Linked DNA regions of Mus musculus: region 1 is linked to region 2. The links are chromatin contacts, called in public HiChIP or PLAC-seq maps. All regions are on one chromosome and are shown on one strand. The core of a region is the stretch at or near the end of the contact, and the rest is flanking DNA. Distances in the headings are between cores, read along the strand shown.

Evidence for each region. HiChIP or PLAC-seq counts read pairs in DNA pulled down with a chosen protein or histone mark.
Region 1: a contact with region 2 is called in an H3K27ac HiChIP or PLAC-seq map of embryonic stem cells, with 42 read pairs. The contact joins the promoter of Platr10 here to the promoter of Pdcd10 in region 2. A contact is called at or near these places in 4 of 39 promoter capture datasets (the HPC-7 cell line, embryonic stem cells, hematopoietic stem and progenitor cells and 1 more), 9 of 484 Hi-C or Micro-C datasets (differentiating embryonic stem cells and embryonic stem cells), 9 of 115 datasets of contacts at active chromatin or transcription factors (embryonic stem cells and epiblast stem cells) and 1 of 9 other capture datasets (adipose tissue).

What each region holds. Positions count from the first base shown.
Region 1 is chr3:75,653,568-75,657,211 of GRCm38.p6, forward strand. Platr10 (pluripotency associated transcript 10) reads right to left here and starts at 2,164. Exons shown (of 3, transcript NR_040539.1): 1 at 1,823-2,164.
Region 2 is chr3:75,555,038-75,559,040 of GRCm38.p6, forward strand. It overlaps Pdcd10 (programmed cell death 10), which reads right to left and starts at 1,815. Exons shown (of 8, transcript NM_019745.4): 1 at 1,685-1,815. It overlaps Serpini1 (serine (or cysteine) peptidase inhibitor, clade I, member 1), which reads left to right and starts at 2,456. Exons shown (of 9, transcript NM_009250.3): 1 at 2,456-2,605.

The DNA.
Region 1 (3,644 bases), core at 914-3,413, 99 kb after region 2:
ACAAGGAACAGACACTTAGTCAGGTTCTTAAGACACAATTTTTGTTATAGGTTTTCCCAAACTATATGAATTTATCTTATAATTCTTTGTTAGCACCACAGTGGCTTAATAGGATGCTGAAAATGTGCTTTAAGGTGAATGCCACTTCAGCCTCGCCCTTGAGAGGCATTAGCTAACAAAATACTTTCCACTTAGGAAACAATATACACTGAAAGATTCAAACTCTTAGTTTCTTGATTACAGCTCACTAGAAGCAAAACTCTTTACAATTATCAGAATGCAAAGGAAAAAACAATCCTTTAAATCTATAATAACTTTATATAAAGTAGGCAAGTCACATCGCAATGTCCTGATGAATTCTACAGCCTGATTGACCTTTTTTTAATAAACTTAGAATTTAAACTTTATTTAGAACAACATCTGCAAAGGTGCTCTTACAGCTAAAAGGAATTCTCTCCTGAAGGCAGGGAGAGGGGAGGTTCTCAGAACTTTCCTAGTCACAGTATTCGAAACAAAGGAGATTTCTCACCAACTTCCCCGAGGCTGCTCTGAACTTGCATTAACTCGAACATAAGAAAAAATTTCCTAACTCAAGCATTTTGGCCCTCCTGTAATGAGGACAGATTTTAGAACTACTAAGTTTCTTTTGCAATATTAAATTATAACTACAACCTTGGGTAAACAAAACCCAATTTCAAAACAATTTATCACCTTAAGAATCAACATTAAAACTTCACTATTACATTGCGAGATTTGGCTGCCAATTTATACCTATGAATTTATGACAGTGCAAGCTTTAATGCTTCATTAAAGAGACCTTGCTTTAAATCTTATCTTAATCTTACTTTCTAGGATAAGAATCACATTAAATATTATCTCAGCTAGAAGTATCTTAGGAGGCCCTGTTTTGTTGTTGTTTGTTTGTTTAGTTTTTTTTTTTTTTGCCTGCGTATGCCACGTGTTTGAAAAACTCCTGAGTTGTCAATTTAAGGCTAACCCTCTGTTACCAATGTAACAATTATTTAATCCCAACCAATAACTCATGAGCTGATTGTGAAGACATGCAGAGCACATTACCAGTAAAAAACCAAATGAATCAGCTACACTTAGATCAATCAGAGAATATTAGTTTTTTCTAGCTATAATTATAAAATAAAAAGCACTTTGTCATTAGCCAAATGCAATAATCACGAATGCAGAGAATTTTCTTAGGAAAAAAACATCTATCAGCTTTTTTTGCCCCAATACCATGAGGCTGCAGACTCTCTTTAAAAAAAAAAACAAAAAACAAAAAACAAACAAACAAAAAAAAAAACAATTTTTCCAGCAGGGGCTCTCCTGCTGTGCCTGATCCTGTGGTCCTCTCAGCTTTGCTATACCAGCAGAGAAAGTTTTAGTCACCTTTTATCTTCCAATATGAAAACACAGAAATTCATTCATTCAGACTAGCCATGAACATACATGAATTGAACACGTGGACAGACCGGTGCACCAGACTTTAGACAAGACCTTAGACAAAAACACAAAGAGGGCAGAGGACTTCTACTGTAGGGCTCAGAGAGAACAAAGCAGAGTACCCCTAAAATTTCTCTCTGCTTCTGGGACATTTTCCCCCCCGCCTAATGCAGTTTCTGACTGCGACCAATCCGCCTAATTATTAAATCCCTTTTATTAAACCCTTTTATTTCTCTCACCTAAAAAAGTAGCTTCTGGAAGCTGCGGCTAACTGCCTGTCACATTCCTAGATCCTGTATCTCACTGCTGAACTTAAGTGAACCCAGCGTGCTGGTTTAACGCTGTTCCAGCTTAGCCCATACCACACCTTCTCCGGTATGAATTTTCTTTAATTCTTTTCTTCTTCCATGGAGCTCCAAACCAGCAGTGTTTCTTCCAAATGTCCTCTGCCATTCCTAAGTCCCAAGTTGGTTCGCCAAATGGTTGGGGCCGGCCTGCGGCTCTCATGTCCGGGTTCGAGCCTGGGAGGCATCTCGGAACTGGAAGAGAAGAGGGAATCTAGGCAGGTAGAGAAATAATGGAACCAAGACAAGCTAGTCTGCTCAAGGTTCAAATTTTTAATGGCAGACACACTTTATAAAGGAGAGGGGAAGCCCATTCCCACCAAATCATCCTTGGAGCCAGCTTCAGGTGACCACGTGTAGGCTCCAGAATAGCTAGGCAGACTCCCAGCAGGTAGGAGCAGTGGCAGAGGCAGAACAATAGAGTGATCCAGAGAGGCAGGCTCCACCCTAGGTGATCTCCTTAGTGGTAAGCAAAGTCAAGGTCTGGCTCAGCCTGCTTCAGGCTTGTGGGGGGAGGTTACATGAAATTATTATATGATGTAATCTATCAATCAAAATTAAGTTGCCCAAACTATACCCCTTAGTAATCATTCTCTCCTCTTAAAGTCCATATAAAAATACTATAAAGTTGCCTGGGCCCCTTGAGAACTCTTATTAATGTGGCCCTCTATCAACCTTAATAATGTATCTCTCTTAACCTGAACAATTGTTTTACTCAAAATCAAGTGGTCTTGCTTCTTTTGCATATCTGTGTGAGCCGAGTTTCAGTTCTTCATCTAAGAGGCCATGAAAACATTAGACACAGACACTGGTAGCAGTCACCCCGTTCTGCCTGCGTTTTCCAGCACTCGTTCATTTGCTCTTTGTTTCTACCATTTTGTCTTTTCTTGATTTATATAAACACCACGACAGGTAAAGTTTCAAGATGTTATATTATTCACCTGTGACATATGCAAGAGTCATTAAGCATCTTTATTTAAATTATATGTTCTTGGTTTTTATGGCTGAATTGGTCTACTGCCTATATATTCCATGGTGTGTTAATCTGCTAACACATTAATGATATTTGTGTCATTGCTAATTGTTGGCAGTTACATAGTATTGTTGTAAAAACTCATATAAAGGTTGATGAGAACTTTTGTAAAAAAATACTTTTTCCAAATCTGCATAATAAAAATAAAACACTGAATGGGGCATCCTGAATCATGTAACAATAGTATATTTGTAAGAAACTGCCCCTATTCACATAGTAACTGCAGCACTAGGCCTTTTCCAGTTGATCTGTGTTTGAGTTAGCACTTGCTACTGTCAGATTGTGCAAACACTTGCATGTGCTGATATCTGTTTGTTGTGTAGGTGTTGGCCATTCTGAAATGTGTAATTGTTTCTACTTACAATTTAAATTAATTTACCCCTAATGACATGGTTTCTATATTCAGACATATTTTTCATTTTTACTGCTATGTACCTTCTCTGGTAATATTTATTTTAATCTTTGGATTATTTCCTTTATTAGGTTTTTCATTCTTATTTGAATTTTAAAAATTCAAATGGTTTGAGACCTTTGTCAAATATGTTATTTGCAAATGTTTTCTCTCAGTCTATAGTTTATCTCAATTCCTTTGCAGTATAATACAAAAAATATTAAAATGTTATTACTTTAAAAGAAGCCAATGTTTTCCAGAACATGGTTTGGTGTTGTTCTAGCTTCATTTCTCTGTCGTGACAAATACCTGAACAAAAGACAGCACTGGGAGGAAAGGTTGTATGTGCCTTCCAACTCCAGGTTAGAGTTCACCATAACAGGGGAGTTGAAGAAGTCGGAGCTCCACCATCTCACATCTA
Region 2 (4,003 bases), core at 565-3,064:
ACAAATGTCCACACTGTCATCTAGAAAATATATTAGCATTCTTGCTTTACCAGCACTGACTTACATATGGCCCACTCAAATTAATGCACTTCAAACTCCACTTCAAAACCAATTAATCCCAGATAATTTCCCTTTTGTTAGTGACTTTTCCCTTACTGTGACGTGTGGTGTTACATTATTCCTGATTTTGCTTCATTTTATGGTACCACAACTCTCCATTTTCTTTAAAAGTCCCCTTCAAACAAGACCATTTTGACTGGTTCTTCTGATCCCAGAAACAGCTTTGCATTAAAAAAAAATTAATATTAATCATGGCAAGCAAAGCACATTCAATATATAGCATATATACTTACAGTACATACTATGTATTTATATTTTAATTTACATAGTAAGCCTGCAGTTCTTTCCATTCAATATAGAAGCATCATTTTTATCATTCATTAACATTAAATAAGAATGAATTAAAACTCACTGATGATGCCAAGAAAAGAAAATATACAAGTGTATGTTTTACTGTCTACACATGGAGTGAAGAAAATGAGAGAAAAGTAAAAACCTGACCCCCCCCCCCAAAGGGTCACTTCTTGTAATGAACATGGTACAATTTCTCCAAGATTCTGCACTTAATTTTCACTTAATGAAAGCATGAATATCTGTAAAGTAAGTTCTGTGAAAGTTTCACCCATAGTTTTTGAAAATGGTAAGAAAATAGAAATGAAAAGGACTATTCTCTTAATGGCAACACTGAGCTATTCCTAAATATTATCTATCCTTTAAAAATGGCGTGTGGAAAGTGAGTGTTATCATTCAGTAGACCCCAGAAAAAGGGGTAAAGATCTAAGCTAAAGCGATCCTTCCTGTTTTACAGAACATTAGAGAGGATGCTTTGGCAAAGCTTCCACTCCACGTCAACAAACCAACTCTCTGCACCTCACAACCGTTTCTGACAAACAGGCACACTACTTTGCAACTTCTTCTATCTGCTTCCAGTACTACCACCCACCTCCCCACTCTTTCTTCCTAAGCCGACAACTCTGGTCAGAAACTGGACTTTCGGAGGACTAGACTCTGAAGATCTGTGTGACCTTGGGCACGTCATTTGCTTCTACAGTAGTCTCATTAGCATCCCAAAGTGAAAGCGCTTCGAGGGCACTTGAGAAGTATACATCCATCTGACGTATTGGAGTCAAGAGGCACAAACCTTCCGAGTTAAGAATCACCTCCTCAGAGAGGAAATTGGAACTGAGTCGGAACTGTCAACACTGTCTCTCTTCTTCCCTCAAAGGGCATAACCCCAGCCACACCGGGAGGCGACTCCCGGGCACCCACGCTCCCTCCAGGCCTAGCCAAGCTTTAGCCTCACCTGCCCGGGACCTCACCCCACCACATCCGCCCCCTCGGTCAGTGGAGACCCGGGAGGCCGACCTCACCCTTCCCCTCCACCCAAACCCACAGCGGACTTCCTGGAGGCGCCGGGCCGGGCTGGGCAGGAGGCATTTACAAACCCAGCTTTCCGCAGCTCGCGTAGAGACCTCGCTGACGCCCACAAGGCCCGGCTCCCCACCCGTCCGCCCCGCCGGCCAGAGCCTAGCCTCAGCACCTCCGCCTCGGTCCCCGCCTGACCCCAGGCCGCTCTGGCTGCCCACGGAGCCGTGCGGACCCGAACCGAGAAACCTCGCCTTACCGGCAACTGAGGCACGGACTTCACTTCCCACCTTTGGAGCCCTCTTCAACTCCCGGATCAATTCACTCCGGCGACGCCGGAAGGACCCGAAAGGAACCAGGCGTTGTCCGGAATCCTGCCCAGCAGGAGTCGCGCAAGGCCCGATGGGGATTTGTAGTTCCGCCCTCCATTTCCGTTAGCACTTCCTGCAATAGTAAGACTACATTTCCCAGAAGGCTGTGCGAGAACGCCTTAGGCAATAGGTGGGGACACTTCTAGCAAATCAGAAGAGAGTTCCCTGTCTTTGAGGGAGGGGAGGAGATGAAGAGAGAGCGCGCCCAGAAACGAGGGAGGGCGGGGCCGAGTCTCACCTGCACCAATCAGAATGAGAAGATAGCCCACAACGCCACGCCCACCGATGGGAGGTGCCCTCGGATGGGTGTAAAGAAAAGGGCGGGGGGCCAGAGGTAGCAAGCGACAGGAGGCTGGGCTGAGTCCATGGGTAGGCGGGGAGGAAGGCTCTAGGGGCTAGACCGGTGGGCTCCGCCTACTCCGAAGCAACAGTACCCCCATACCCCCAAAGGACAGCCCACTCCCGTGTTCACTGGACCAGCCGGCTAAAAGAGCTAAGCAGGACCTGAGGAAGGGCCAGGTGCGATGCCAGAGGGGAGAAAGTCCGAAATGAAGGGGTCAGAGCACCAGGAACTAAGAGACCTCGGGTACCGCTCTGCGCCTAGGCTGCGCAGATGGCAGTGGGAGGAGCCGCAGCCCGAGCTTCGGCCAATTAGAGGCGGGGAAGGCGGAGCTTGAATCTCAGAAGAAGCTTCAGCTCAGCCTAGTCTGTAGTTTCCCTGGAGAGAGGCAAGAGCAGCATCCGGAGCAGTCTCAGCCTGCCCAGCATCCTCTCCAGCATCCCGAGCGGGGATTGCAGGTGTGAAGGAGGTAAGCGTGGGCGCCACTTGCGGGCTACAGCACAGCAACCTGGGGAGGAAGGCATCTGACAATAGGAACGCCTGGATACTGGAGGAAAGAGTGCTATGTTGACTTAGGATCGCGGTGCAAACCTTTTCAGTACAATTACGTACAATTACAGACTTTGGTAGAGAGAGAGAAAAAAAACAAAAAACAAAAGGTAACTCTGCCTGGGATATTAAGGGCGTGGTTAAGGATTTTGTTTTGAGTTGCACCATTAAAACTGGTCTGGGAGATCACAAGATTGAAGAAAGCCCTGCTAATTGAGTACCAGGTGGATGGTGTCAAGCTAGATGCGTAGCTGTTAAAAAGGCAAAATTGGCATTGATAGAGAACCACTTTGTAACTGTTTCACTAAGAAAATAACTTTGTCCTCTTCAGTGCCTGACGCTTGTGTTAGTTTATCAGATTGTCCTGCCACGGACAGTCTATCCAAGATAACCGGTTGTATTGCAGGGTCTTTGGATTGCAAAAGATATGGGTTAAAGAAGCAAATAATAAGATAGGATGGGTTCCGGCTAAACCTATCCTAAGTATAACTTTTACCAGCATTAATGAGAAAATAAATTGAAATGGGTGGGTATTTGGCTTTTCCTTCCTGCTGGCGCTGGAATATTGAAACAAAGACCTGGGTTTAGCCTACAACGGGAACATATGGTGTACTTCCTCGCTGCTTCTTATTCTCTCATTTGTGTCCGGTAACGTTTGTTCGTGTTTTAAAAACAGGAGTACAAGGGAACTGTGTGGAGGAGCTTTCCTCTATTGAAGAGAGTATGTGTAAAATGATAACCTTTAGTATTTTATAATGGGCTCTCATTTTAGAGGTATATAGTATCACACAATAATAGTTCATTCTCATTGTGTGTATACTCTTTTGAATGCTAGTAATACATACGGGTGGAATTATGTTGTAATACTTGTTATGTTAGGTAGTCAATCCTACCTTTGCACCTATGACAGATTACAGCCTTTTGGGTTGGAAAAGTACTAAAATTCTACGTGCTTAGTTCATTTTTTTGTTGTGAAATAGTGTCCCAGATTATATGCCTGTTAGTCATGTAGCATATTGCAGCATACTCTGCTCTGAAATGGCTTTCTTGTGACAGTTGACTATTCCATAGGGTGCCAGAATACTTGAGATTGTTTAAAGAGGGGTCAATAAGATCCAGAAATCACCTTCTATTTTCTTCTTTTGTCATACTATTCTGGTTTACTGCAAGATTTTGAATTTTGTTTTTGCAGTGCACACAAGATGCCTTCTAAAACTAAAGTGGCTCAAAGGTATTCTCTCCATTACTTAAGGTTCAGTCCTACTAAGTGCAGATACTGATGAGAGATGCCCACTACTAAATTAATTAAATCCTTTTC